Linked DNA regions of Sus scrofa: region 1 is linked to region 2. Evidence: chromatin contacts called from public Hi-C data. All regions are on one chromosome and are shown on one strand. The core of a region is the stretch at or near the end of the contact, and the rest is flanking DNA. Distances in the headings are between cores, read along the strand shown.

Region 1 (7,508 bases), core at 4,837-7,336, 95 kb before region 2:
TTTAATCCTCACAATCTTAGGGGTAGGTGCTGCTATAAAGCCCATTTCACACAAAAGAAAGAAGGAAGGATTAAATGGTTTAATGCCTACTATCATATCAGTCTTAAATGGCAGAGCCAGATTTTGAAGCCTGGTGCTAAAACAAAGCCATTTACGCCCAGGTGTGTGAGCAGAGCTGGTGTTAGATTTCTGACTCCCATTTGCTTCTTCTATTTCTTGGCTATTGCTTTGGCAAATCACAAGAACCCACTTTGATCTGCCTCTTCCCCAAGTATTTGGCTCTTTACCCCACTGGTTTAGCACTTGAGTGTTCCATCATTCTAAACAGGCACGCTATTCCTGCCAGCTGGATTGGAAACACTCTGGGGGCAGGGACCCCAAGGGGTCCTATAAACCTGCTGGTCCCCACAGAGCTGAGAATTGGCCTGGGCAGGGCAGGTGCCCAGTAAGGGCCCTGTCTCTGAGTGGTTGATCAGGTCCATCACAAGGGCACACAGGATTTCCTCCCATCTCCCTATACCCCCATGGGGTCAACGTAAAGTGTAAGGAATAGCCTAGAAGCAAAGCCAGGAGCAAAGCCGATCCAGGACCCTGTCTCTGTCCTTCTGCATACCTTTGTCACAGCCGACAGAAAGAGGGAGGGTGCCTAGTCTTAAGGTACAAGGTGGCAGAGACCCAGGGGCTCCCGGCCAAGACAGAGCCTCCATTTTTCTACTGTTCCTGAAGCTTCCTCTCCAGGCAGACCTAGACCAAAACTCCTTCAATCTGATAGCTTTGAGACCTGCCCCCTCTTTCTGTTTAAATCCCATCCAGACAGAAAACCCACCCTTGTCTCTCGGCTTTCTCATCATCCATATATCTGACACAGATGCATGCAGTCATAGAGCCTTAAGAATTGGGTTGTAGGTGGGGTACCTGCAGGCCCAGGTGCATCAGCAGATCAGCCCCAACATGTGTGAGCTTGAGAAGGTTGCCGCCTCCTTCTACTCTGCATCTCCCCAGTGGATGTCTTACGCAGCCCTCCCAGAAACATAAAGGGAAGGGATTTCTGGGAAACGGAGCTCAGCCTGGCCAAGCTGCCCTGTGACCAGGCCACCACAGCACATTACTGGCTCATAGAAGCAAGAGGTGGATGTCACTTGACCCGGCCTGGATGTCTTAGATGGTTCTGGAGAGGAGAGTGGGTATCTCCAAACACATGCTTTAGAGCATGGGATTTGGAATCTGAAGACCCTGGCTTTCAGTTCTAATTCTTCCCCTGGTGTGTTCTGGGAAAGTCACTGAAATAGTTATCGAGTGCCTTAACCTCCCTGAGACCCAGATGGGCCAACTATAATGTGAGATAGCAGTTGGGAAAGTGTTGGCAGATGACTTAAATGATACGGTACATATTGAAGTTTCTGTTGTTTTTTGGTTGTTGTCTTGTAGAGTGGGCACTCTTTTGGGAGGTATCAGTTGACACAGGCCTACCTTCATAATCTCATCTCTTCTTTTCAACTGATTCGTTGGCAGAAACAGGAAGTTCTCATGCCCCTTTTGAGCAGAAAGTGGACCAGGAGGTATAGGGAAGGGGGTGCTCACTCATGTGGCTTCTGGCAGGTTGAAGGCTGGTGACTACGGACACCAATTCTTTGTCTAGTGGTCTCCTCTGTAGAGCAGCTCACGACATGGCAGCTGGCCTTCCTCAGAGTGAGCAAGTGTGAGAGAAGGTGCCCACGTGGGATCCCGCTGTCTTTTGTAACCTTCTGGGAAGTGTTATTGCATCACTTCTGTTATATTCTACCCACTACATGAGTCACTAGGTTCAGCCCATGCCCAAGGGGTGGGTATTACACAGCTGTGACACCAGGAGGTGGGACAATGGGGGTGACAGTAGAGGCTGGCTCCACAGATCAAAACACAGGGAGTGACGGGGGCTTTGGAGTTGAGCTCTGGTCTTTTGCTACCAGTTCCACTAGTGCATTTCTGAAATGTTTCTTTTGCTGTTATTTATTTGAAGAGAAGACACTTTGGCAAATGCTCACAACATTTTCTCCACTTGCCTTGATCTTGTCTTGCACATGGATGGCCTAATTGTTTAATTATTCAGCTTACATGGATAGATATAAGGGAGGCTGTATATCCTAATGATAAAGGGTACAGGCTCTGAAGTTCAAATAGTAGCTCCATCATTTACCAAGTGAGTTTCTGCAACTTTCTGAGCTTTCGTTTCCTCAGCTGAAAAATGGGACTAATAATAGGATTTACCTCATTGTGGAGGGCACCACAAAAGACTAGTAAACATGGTAAACATTCAATAAATTTCAGAGACATGATTCATTGTGGGTGTTGACATGCAGGCACCATATTTATTAAGTATCTGCCCCTAATTAACCTATAATTTAGAGCAGGTTCCCCAAATTTAGTTTTATTTGCTGTTTGGTTTTGTTTTTGTTTTTTTGCTTCTGGATGAAATCCTTTTTATTTGCACATAGAAGGGAAACCAAAAGACCTCCTTAAATTGAAGTCCACTCTGGAGTTCTGCTAAGGAGCTTCCAGAGAGAAGATTGAGGCAATCCTTGAGTGTGTTCTTCACTCTCCTGACTTTCCTCGTGCCCTTGACACTCTATGTTTGGGATATTATAAGGTTGGAAGGATGTTCACAACTAGGAAGATGAAAGTCTTTGCACGTGGCCTTGAGCTCTCCAGAGGAAGCATGCCTCTGAAATCTAACCAACAAATAATAAATAGGCAGTAGTTGGCGCAAGAGGGGTAAGACTCTGAGCTTCACTCAGAGGAAACACACATGGCTTTGCAGGAGTGGGTTCCAGGTTTCTAAATGTTGAGAGTGAAAGGATGAAAATGCAACCTGACTCTCCCAGAACCCAGGAAGTTAATAAGAAGCTCTAAATGCCCTCGAATTCCAGACCCTGTTCCCTATAGGTAAAAGATCATACTTTTTGCTGTTTTAGGGCTTGCTTTCTGCTCTGTACAAAACTTTGTAGAAGGGAAAAAAACAGGCCCCTGAGTATGTGCCTCTATGCTTGAAACTTCTTGAAACTGCTCCTAACTGCTTGTTTGGCTTCTGTAAACCTGCTTGCATAAGATAAAAAGAAGAGAAGTCAATCGCCTAACCGACCCCAGTAAGATCGGGCGTGCCACAAAATGTTGAAAATCCTGATAAATATATCTTGGTGACAATATGTCTCCCCCACCCAGAGACAGGCACAAACATGTAACTCCAGAACAACTTAAAATTAATTGGTCCACAAAGCGCGGGCTCTCGAAGTTTTGAATTGACTGGTTTGTGATATTTTAAAATGATTAGTTTGTAAAAGCGCGGGCTTTGTTATGAACCCCATAAAAGCTGTCCCGACTCCACACTCGGGGCCGCAGTCCTCTACCCCTGCGTGGCGTACGACTGTGGGCCCCAGCGCGCTCGGAATAAAAATCCTCTTGCTGTTTGCATCAAGACCGCTTCTCGTGAGTGATTTGGGGTGTCGCCTCTTCCGAGTCAGGACGAGAGGGATTTTAACTCGACTGGCCTTTCAAGAGAAGCACCACATTTTATAAAGCAAGTATCCTGGTATTTCTCCTATGTTCAATGGGATATATTGAATTAAACATTTTATAGGACTGCATAATTATGTTTTATCATGAAGGAAAAATTGAAGTTATAGTAAAATATTTTAAAACACAAACTTTCTGTACTTCGCATTTAGTTTTGCTGTGAACCTAAACCTGCTCTAAGAAATAAAGTCTTTTTAAAAAACCCACATAATTTCTTAACAAAGCACATGTTTATGATTACAACCTTGAGCACGAATGACCCAAGAGGCATAGGGAGTTTAAGCTTCTCACCAGATTGGTCAAGCATTTGTCCCCCTGTATTGAGAGGAAAAGGACACATCAGGAGTGAATATGTATATACTGATAATATATTTGTGATGTATATACTGATAATATATCTTTAGTTCAAGGAAGCAATATATTTAAGTGCGTTAATCAAGTGTTTCTTTATGAGAAACTTGAGACATGGCATGAATGGTGGGAGTTTCAGGAGAGATGGCAGTCACGTAGGGGGAGATTTTTCCATCTGGGAAATTTTCTGTGCCTCTCAGTTAATTAAACCATGGAAACAACTGCCGAAGGGGCAGTCCTGCTGCAACACCCAAGGGCACAGATTTGTTAGGTTTGTGAATTTTCTGAGGATGTACGTTTGTGATAGGACCTTAAGTTACTTTCTAATGTTATTTGGATTGAGACGTTAAACCTAGAACAGCAGGTGTTACTGCTAATCCCCACAGCAGTCCTAAGAAGTAAGTAGGCACATTATTTAGAGTTGCTGGTGGCGAGCAACAGAAACCAACTCTGGATAATTTCATCAAAATGGAATTTGTCAGGCTCAAGGGACCACAGGAACAGTGAAACACACAGCTTCGGAAGAACCTGAACCAAGGCAATGTGGGGGATTTGGGAGCCGAAACTAATGAATCGTTTGTCCAGAGAGCCCCTGATTGTTTTTGGACCCTGACTCAAGTCCTCCAAAGGATGATGATGGTGGGGTGTCCCATTGTCCTGGCTTGAGTCTGTTTTCCCTTAGGGTTCATTGACATGGAATGGGTTGACTGTACTCCACAAATGGATATGAGGTAGGCGGTTACAGAAAGAAGCAAGGAAGGGAAATTTCTCAGGCAAAGATCCAAAGTGTCTGCTATAATACTGCCCTAATTTTAAAGGTGAGGAAAGAGGTCAATTATGCTTAGTTATGTGTTAAGGCATGTGACAAGGTGACAAGGCTGAGATTTGAACCCATGTCAGTCTAATCCCCAAGCATCGGCTCTTCTCTTCCTCCCTCCCTCTGCCAACTCCTTCCTATTTTACTAAGCATGATGGCAGAACGATGACATCTGCACCCCAAAGAGCCACAGGCCTATGTTTTGAAAACCTTCTGAACTCTTCTGGGGAAAGGTATGGTTTCACTGGAAATGAGTCAGCAGCACTGGATCTGACCTTTCTTGCCTTTCTGCTTTTCCCTGAGCTTTTATTTCCTTTGCTCCACCCCCGCAGGCATCTTTCTCAACCTCAACAAGAATTGATAAGTCAGCTGGGCTGAGAGAGAAGTGTGTTAAACGCCGAAAAAAGCAAATAGCCAAGAACCTTCTGGTTCTGTGGTCACTGAGGGACAAGGAGGAATCCGTGTTCCGTGCTCCTCCTGCTCAAGCTCTTTCCCTCCATGAAAATGAGAGTTCCAAATAACCCAGCTTTGTGCTGTGTCACCAAGTGAAACACCCAAGGCTAGCTGGATCAAGAGCAAAGTGTAATTTTGAATTTAAAATTAGAGATCTGGGCCTATTTCAGGAGTTGGTGGCTGTGGGGTGGTGACCAAGTGCTCAAGTTTAAGCTTATTTCTTCCCCGGTAACAACTTTCCAAGATGTGAGCTGTGGCTTAGTCAACTTTGAATATGTGCCTGGACTCATGACTCAAGAGGGAAAAAATGCTCTTTATGTTATTCAGATGTACAGCATTCACAGTTTATTCAAGGCTAAACATTCCTAGTGTGAGTTAGTTTACGTAGAGTTATTTCTGTTTAAAAATTGCCTGGAAGTGTTGATTGATTATACTAGTTATGTAGTTAAAAAGAGATAGAGTTGGAGGTAGGTCTTTCATTTTTATTATTAGAGATAATGTTTACCAAGTATTAGTATATGACATGTACTCAATAAATGCTTGTTCCATTCTCTTTGTGAAATAAAGGATATTTTAATGAGTCATTGTTCATATGCTATAATATTCTTATTCATCTACACTTACTGAATCCCTGCCAGGGGTCAATCACAAGTCACTCTCCTTCAACTTCTTTGGGGCTTTCGATCACCTCCCAGTGCTTCACTGCTCAAAGTGTGGCCCGTGGACCAGCAGCCTCACCTGGGAGCTTATGAGAACCAGATGATCTCACCTCAGAGCTTGTCAGAACCAAGTGCTCCTGAATCAGATCTCCAAGTAATTTGTAAACATGCAAAAGTCTGAAAAGCACTGACCTACTGGCTCAGGTTCCCACTTATGAAACAAAGTCTGTTCCTGACTCTTTTAGTACATCTCCTGCCACTCCTCTCCTTGGAATTTGAACTGAAATTCCCTGGACACACCAAGCTGTTTCCTGTCTCTGGGCTTCTCTCGTGCTATTCCCCTAGGTTCTATTTTCTGTCTGTCTTGTTAATGCCTACCCTTTCTTTAAGACATGCATATATGCATTTGTCCATTCATTCATTCTTTATGTATTTATTAAGTATCTATTATATGCTAAGCAGTATGTTTAGACAGCTTTTGTGTGCGTGGTTTTATTTTTATTAATGTTTTTAAAGGTTGAAGTATAGTTGACGTGTAATATTTAAGTTACATGGAGACAGTAGATTCCACATATGTGATATCATACAGTATTTGCTTTCCTCTATCTGACTCATTTCACTTAGCATAATGCCCTCCAAGACCATCTGTGTTGCTTCAAATGGCAAAATTCCGTTCTTTTCTATGGCTGAGTAATATTCAACTCTGTGTGTGTGTATATATATACACACAATTGAATATATATGCACACAATTTAATATACATATATATACACACAACTGAATATATATACACACACCATTGAATATATTGTATAATATATATATTCACACATACTATATATATATATATAAATAGGCAGTAGTTGGAGCAAGAGGAGTAAGACAAGCATTTACTGAGTACAGTTTATGTACTAGTACCTGGTAAACATTATCTTTAACAATAAAAATGGAAGACCTACCTCCAACTCTACCTCTTCTTAACTACATAACTAGTATAATCAATCCACTCTTTCAGGTAATTTTTAAACAGAAATAACTATATGTGAACTCACACTAGGAATGTTTAGCCTTGAGTAAACTGTGAATGCCATCAACATAAATAGCATTTGTGTGGTGTGTGTGTGTGTGTATATGGTGTGTATATATATATATATATACACACATATGTGTATATATACATATACATGTATACATATGTGTATATAATGTGGTATATATGTGTGTGTGTGTGTATATATATGTATGTATATATATATGTGGTGTGTGTGTGTATGTATATATATATACATATAAATATATATATAAAATGACCACATCTTCTTTGTCCAGCTGTTGGACACTTAGGTTGCTTCCACACCTGGGCAATTATAAATAATGTTACCATGAATATTGGGGTGCATATATATTTTTGAATAGGTGTTTTGGGTGGGTTTGTTTTTGTTTGTTTGGCTGGTTGGGTTTTTTTGCTTTTTAAGGCCGCACCCTTGGCATATGGAAATTCCCAGGCTAGGGATTGAATCAGAGCTACAGCTGTTGGCTAATGCCACAGCCACAGCAATGCCACGTCTGCAACCTACGTCACAGCAACACTGGATCCTTAACCCACTGAGCAAGGCCAGGGATCGAACCCATATCCTCATGGATCCTAGTTGGGTTTGTTAATGGCGGAAGGGAACTCC
Region 2 (6,962 bases), core at 3,431-5,930:
AGCCTGGGAACCTCCATGTGCCGCGGGAGCAGCCCAAGAAATAGCAAAAAGACAAAAAAAAAAAAAAAAAAAAGAACCTGAGCTTTACGTCAACTTTCCATAAATATTTTCCGTATCCCTGTCACTCCTTCCTATGAGTTTGATCTCATCCAAAGTCGAGTTAAAAAAGAAAATCTTATGAAATTTTTTTTTTTTTTTGCTGTTTAGGGCTGCACCTGTGGCATACGGAGGTTCCCAGGCTGGGGGTCCAATTGGAGCTACAGGTGTGAGCCACGTCTGCGACCTACACTACAGCTCATGGCAATGCCAGATCCTTAACCCACTGAGTGAGGCCAGGGATCGATCCTGCAACCTCATGGTTCCTAGTCAGATTCGCTTCCGCTGTGCAACAACACCTCCATATGAACTTATAAAAATGACCTTTTTTAGCTAGCCCACTTGGCTTAGACAGGAGTTTAGGTATATGCACAGGCTCCCCGTGCTTTTCAAAAGCTGCTTTACACCACGTCACTAGGTTAGTACCCGTTTTGATAACCAAAGGAAATCAGAAGATGACTTCACTTTTGTGTGGGAAAAAAAAAAAGGCAAGAAGTCAAAGTAGCATTTAGAGTTTGTTCAGCTACAAGCAGTTAGGGGGTAGCAGGTAGCACCTCCAGGCTCCTGCCCCAGGAACCGCATTCAGCGTCTCAGCATCAAGCCGCCATAGCTTTGAACTGTGTCTGGGAGCATCTGTGCTTTACTGAGATTTTTTTTTTTTTTTTTCTTGGCATCTGTAAGCAAGACGTGTCCTAAGGTAATTGTTCCTCCACTTTATGCTGCTCTGGCTTAGGAAAGGTTTTATAGGAAAGCAGTACTTTCAGATAGCGGGGGAAACCTATATTTGGATGTCTACGAACCTATAGGCATTTAAGGGAATAAGGGCTTTTTTATAAGCAAGACAGCCCATCCAAGAACAAAGCAGTGAAAAGCTCCATTTCACTGTCGGGTCACACATTGGTGCTACACCTAAAGTTAAATGCATTTCCTTGCCCTCTCCCATAAGATCCTTAATATGAGAACATACTTTAAGAGGACAAAACGAAATTTTTCTAAAGATTGTTTTCATCATGATGGCCTTTTTTTAGCATCGTCTTTTCTATACTAGGTAATGAATTTCAAAATGCAATCACAAGTTTATCTGCTCTAAAATTACACTTATATCTGGGATACAATTTTAAGCAGATGGGGTGACCAGGACGAAGTTGAAGAACTGCTGGGTTTTTGAGCAATTTTTGTGTTCAAGGTTTTGGGTTGAACACCTTAAAATACATTATCTCATTTAATCCTAACAAAGACTCTGAGAGGTGAACTATACTCCGTTTCACAAACAAGGGAGAGGGAGCTTTTACAGAAGCAAGCATTTTCCCAACATCTGTACACCTCAGACCTGCACTGTCCACCGTCTGCAGTCACACGGGGTTGTGGAGCACCTGAAATGTGGCACGTCTATGTGCAGTAAATGCAAACTCAATACTAGATTCTGAACTTTTCGTATGAAAAACCAAGCAAATATCTCAATTTTTCAATACTGATTACAGGTTAAAATGATAATATTTTAGATAGAATGGGTTAACTCAAATGCATTACTAAAATTAATTTCACCTGCTTCACATTTATAAAAAATCAGCTCTTGGACATTTAAAAATTACACGTGGCCCACGCTATATTCGTACTGAAGAGTGCTGCCCTAGACCAAAGGCTAGATCACTGAATTTGCCAGTAAATGTCAAGTTCAAAGGCAGCCTCATGTAGAAGAAAGAGCACATGGAGTCATGCAGATCTTGATTTAAATCTCTTCTCCATCAAGGACTAGTTTTGGGCAAAATACCAAACCTCTCTGCACTTCGCTTATGTCATTGGCATTATGGTGATATTAAATAATCCCAAACAACTGTTGTATAGAGTATGCAAAGCAGCTAGCTGGCAGAGGCCAGGGAACAAGTACTGAATACCTGCTGCGGCAACTCATTAATTTAAAAATTCATTCCCCAAAAGAGTGGAAAATCCGCTTGTTTGAAAATCATGTTTTATTCGCTTTGAGTGGGAGAAGTTAAAGACCCATCATACTGAATGCCGCCTTAGCATAATGTATACTGTCATACACACCGATTCCCTCTCTCCTTCAGTGTTAAGCTGTTTACAATGTGCTATAGGATGGGAGGCCAGATGATGAAGTTAAGGTGAGATAAAAAACAGCAGGACACAAAGGGCCCAACTGGTACTTATGGGCACAATGGATGATTCCAGTGAAAAGAGTTTACGAAGTCCACTTCAGCTGAGCTTTTCAACTGTACACATCGGCAACTGAGACTAGTGAGTACAATGACATTTGGGCAAGGAGAATTTTATTCTTCTTTTTCTTCCTGGGTCACAGTGCAAACAAATAAATCGTTCTAGCACACTAAGTTCAGACTAACTCATTCTTGGTAACCTCTAGTAAACTACAAAATCATGTGGACTATACTATCCAATAACATTCTGTCATATTCTGTCCTGTAAGTTTGTGCCAAGAAGTTTGCCCTGGGCTTGTGACTTTATCAACGCAGGAATTATCTGTGATATGTTTAAATACAAAGGGTGGAGCAGTTGGGGCGTTTACTTTACTATTTGATGTATGTACTTGGCCTAAGATTGACATGTGACAATGTGGTAGATTGCCCTGTTCTAAAGGTTTTTTGTTTTTTAAAACAGTATGAGGGGAATTAAAGATGTGAGTCATTTAAATACAGCCTCTTAAATATCATATACTTAATAAATTTAACACCAAAAGGGTTCCTATGTTAACTATAGCAATTAACTTTAAGAAATGAGACTGAAAAAGTAAAAAGCTGTCAGATTCACAGATCTTAGGACATTGTCAGAGGCCATGAAAACATTCACTGTATTCCAGCTTGAAATCTAACATATAAAATAACACACGAAATTTTAGTTTAGCTATTAAAGGGCATATTCAATGAGTTAAAGGAGGAGGGGAGAGGACCTCCCCTTTGATCTCCTATGTGGCATTAAAAATCCGCCTCTTGTAATGAATTTTTGAGCAAAGCTTGCGTGCACCTGACTTGGTATTTGCTCTTTCAAAATGAGTAGACTCAAACTGACTAAAAATGAGATTATGTCTATGATAACACTTATAACTAGCTTTTGCAACTGTCTACAAATTTAGGGTTACTGGTACAACTGGGAAAGAAAAGCAAAATTATGCTGAATCAAAATTATTGGCAATTATTAACTAATAGTAAGAATCAGACAAAACAGTAATGTGTAATTAAATGGTAATTAGAAAAATTTGCTAAAACTCTGAACTGAGATACTATTGCATTTTTTGATGCTAGAAATTATAGGAAAAAATATAAAACAAATAGCAGAAGCCATTAGGCTGTTATATTTCCAAAATGCACACTTGCGAAAAGAGTTTGTAACAGGAAAGAGCTTATCTGCTTTAACTTTAAATTAGCTAATATTTGAGTCACACCTTTGAAGAAACTCATTCTATTTTTAAGAATGCCTCTTTTTTTCCCTTTCTTTTTGTTTCTGAGGGGTAAAGTGGCTAGATTAAAAAAAAAAAGTTAAGCCACATTCTTTAATGTGATAGTACATTCGCGCTCCTACATACTAATACTCTCTCAATCCCACAGAGCCAGGTCTGCAAATAATTTGATAACCTGTCTCTAAAGTTTCATCTTAAGTGAAGAGTTCATTTTTGTAAAACGCCTTGCCACCATTCAATCTTCTATGAAATGAGAAAGATCTCTTTCCATTGGACTTGACATTTTTACCACATTTGTGTAAGCAATTTTTGCTGTCAAATGCTGCAAAGGGAGGTTTTTTGTTGTTCCGTCTGAAAATGTCTCCGCTATACTTGCACAGCTGCCTCCTCCCAGCAGAAACCTACCCGCCCCTCTCCCCCCACTGCAAGTTTTAAACTTTGTTTCCTTTGGGGTTCTGCACAACCGCTACTAATAATATCCAAGAGACAAAGAGCTGTGCTGTGGGTTCACCGGATGCCAAATTTGAGTTGTGAAACAAAGCACTCAAATTTGAGATTCAAGATGACGAGGAGGATGCTACCAGCTAAAAATTTAGGATAAAGCCTAAGACCCCAGAGCCACCTGCCTAGACAGCTCCTCCTGCCCACAGCCACCCCAGAGCACGCGGGAGGGAGTTCTGGCCCCGGGACAGGGGCTGCCGGCCGCACCGCGAAGCCCCTTGCCCGCGCCCCCGGCCCTCTCACCGCTTCACTCGGATGATCTGGTCCCGCATGGGCTTGATGTCCTGGAAGCTCTGCTGGTTGACGAGGCTATAGACGAGGATGAAGCCCTGGCCGTTCTTGATGTACAGGTCCCGCATGGACGCGAACTGCTCGGTGCCCGCCGTGTCCAGGATCTCCAGCACCGACGGCGACGAGTCCACCTCGATCTCCTTGCGGTAGAAGTCCTCGATGGTGGGGTCGTATTTCTCGATGAAGGTGCCGGTCACGAACTGCACGGTCAGGGCGGATTTGCCGACCCCGCCCGAGCCCAGCACCACCACTTTGTACTCGCGCATCGTCCCTCCGCGGCCGCCGCCGCCGCCGCTGCCCGCGACATAGACCTACGCCCGCCGCGCTGCGCCCCCCAACCCTGCGCCGGCGGCCGGCCCCGCCGCGTCCCGCGGCTGCCCCCACCTCACGGCCGCCGCGGCCCCCCGGGCGCCGGCGGAGGGAGCAGCAGCCCTGGGCATGGGCCGAGCCGGCGGCAATGCGGCCCCGCGGGCGCCGGCAGGCACTGAGGGCGAGCAGGGAGTGGGAGCCAGGGAGCCGCCGGAGCCGCCCGAAACGCGGGCCTGCAGTGCCGCCCGCCCCGCCCCTCGCGCCTCCACGCCCAGCTCCCCGCCCGCCGCCGCCGCCGCCGCCGCCGCTCCCCTCGGCGCCGGAGCGCGCGCCCGAGCCCCAGCCGCAGCGCTGCTGGGGGCGGGGCCCGGCGGCCCGGGGCGGGACCCGGTGGCGCAGCCCCGCCCTTGCTCCCCCGTCGCCTAGGCGACCGGCCTCGCGCGCTCCCGGGAGGCTCTGCGCCGTGCGGAAGCCTCGGCCCGCGCTTAGATAAACAACCACCTGGGCCACCCAACAACACCCCACCCCGCAAGCCGCGTCGAACCCTGCGGATCCTGCGTACTGAGCACGCGCGGTTCTTCTGCCCGCGACGGGAACCGCTTCGGCCTGAGCACGCCAAGTTCAGAATTTGGCAGAGACGCGATGTTGGCGGGGCCAGAGCAGTCTCTAGGTTTTAACTTGAGGCGGGGAGTGACAAGAAGACACCGGCAAGGTCCAAAAGGAGGCCTTGGCAGGAGGGCCTTGCTAGACACCACCCAGCCTGTGAGCTTTGGTTTTGTCCTGTATAAACATAACGAAAAAAGGCTTTGTTTAAAGGACGAGCATAAAACCGAAGTGAAGCTTTGTTTTAAGCGTCAAGACACAGAGGGAAAAGTGACAGGCCCTCATCCTGCCCACTGCCAGAGGCGGCAAAGGCCAGCGACCATGCGGAAGCCGGGCCCACGCCCGGTGACGTCGCCGGGAGTCCCGCCCACCTCCCCCCAGCCCCGCCTTTCTTCAGCGTCTGCTGGAAGTCGAGCTCTTCCCACGCCCTGTCAGCTACGGGCGCTTGGAAAACTGGGAGAGCGAAGCCCCAGGCGCAGCCAGAAGGCCTGGGGACAGCTCATAGCAACAGCCAGCCGGGGCACCTAGTAGGAAGCTGGGAGTCGTTCCAGCCAACCAGTGCACGCCTCTGGACCCATGGTACCATTCTCGGCCAATAGAGAGCCACTTCATACCACGTGATGCCCATCCATCAGCCAATGGGGGGAAAGCCTAGTTGCAGGCTCAGCCCTCCCACCTCCCACGCACGCTCTGCCAACCAACCGCAGGTGAGCTGGCGGATGGCGGAGACTTGAGCTGAGCCAACCAGAAATCGCGACTCCCTTGCCCCCAAGGGTGGGTGGAATGGAGACCCGGGGTAGGGCTGGTGGGTTTGGGAGGGGTCAGTGATTGAGGGACAGGTCGTTGCACCCTACGTTGGCAAGGGAACAAGATGTGTTGGAGGCGAGAACCATGGGTTTCGCTTTTAACGTCGTCTCGGTGGCATTCTGCCTAAATGACGGACCCGGAAATAGTGCTGAGTGATGTGGGCTGAATCGTGGGTCAATCGAGAAAACAGGGACTCTTGTCTTGAGGGTGAGAAAATTTCCGGTCATTAAAGAGACATACTGCAGCAGTTGCATGGGTCCTCCATGCGTGGCTCCTAAAACATTTTTAACAACTCCCTTTTAAAACTTACTGTTCTCTCTGTGGCATTAGATCATAATTAAACACTCTCTCCCACCTACAACGTTAAATTTAGGAGAAGTTATATTCCTAAACCTTCCTGGATTATGTTTTGTAATAATTGGTTATTGGATTTGCCTTCCTTAAACTATGTCCTTCTCGAACTAGTCTACAGCCATACATCACTCCCATTTCTTGGGAATGATAGATTTCTATAGTTCTAAGGTTTGATCATGGCATATTTCTTCACCCTTCTTCCCCACAAGGTCATCAGGTAGAGAGGATTTTGGTCTGAGTTCAAAAAACAGATGTTCCTTTCCCATCTTTTCTGTCAATTATCAAACTAGTACAAAGATATACCAGCCATGTATACAAAGTACATATACTAGTACAAAGATATATTTATCCATGTCCTACCGCCTATGGCTCCATTATCTTAAAATGGATAACTTACTTTTACATTATCCTGCTATAGTATAACACACACATCAAGTTTTTGCCAAAGATAATTGTGGGAAAGTGTCCTGCCAAATTATGTAGTAAAATATAATTCAGTCGTTATTTCTTGATTACCTATCAAAATATGAGTTGCAGTTGATCCACCAGAATTAACAGTGAAAGCAGATTG

The links. A called contact is a pair of places that touch in the nucleus more often than the background predicts.
Region 1: a Hi-C map of embryonic fibroblasts shows a contact between it and region 2, with 2.8 times the contacts expected there. The contact joins the enhancer-like site here to the promoter of RAP2A in region 2. A contact is called at or near these places in 1 of 5 promoter capture datasets (fetal liver), 2 of 47 Hi-C or Micro-C datasets (embryonic fibroblasts and fibroblasts) and 2 of 2 datasets of contacts at active chromatin or transcription factors (alveolar macrophages and skeletal muscle).

The regions. Positions count from the first base shown.
Region 1 is chr11:66,772,514-66,780,021 of Sscrofa11.1, reverse strand. The region is part of intron 1 of LOC106505333 (a long non-coding RNA gene); the gene reads right to left. Among named protein-coding and RNA genes, the nearest start is that of RAP2A, 97 kb to the right of the region's middle. Within about 2 kb of position 6,086, at least 13 of the 83 cell types and tissues checked have an H3K27ac peak or open chromatin away from gene starts, as enhancers often do. A contact at or near this core is called in embryonic fibroblasts, where this site is marked.
Region 2 is chr11:66,676,880-66,683,841 of Sscrofa11.1, reverse strand. RAP2A (ras-related protein Rap-2a) reads right to left here and starts at 4,680. Exons shown (of 2, transcript XM_021065816.1): 1 at 4,271-4,680. The coding sequence starts at 4,584. It overlaps LOC110255848 (a long non-coding RNA gene), which reads left to right and starts at 6,011. Exons shown (of 3, transcript XR_002336730.1): 1 at 6,011-6,244.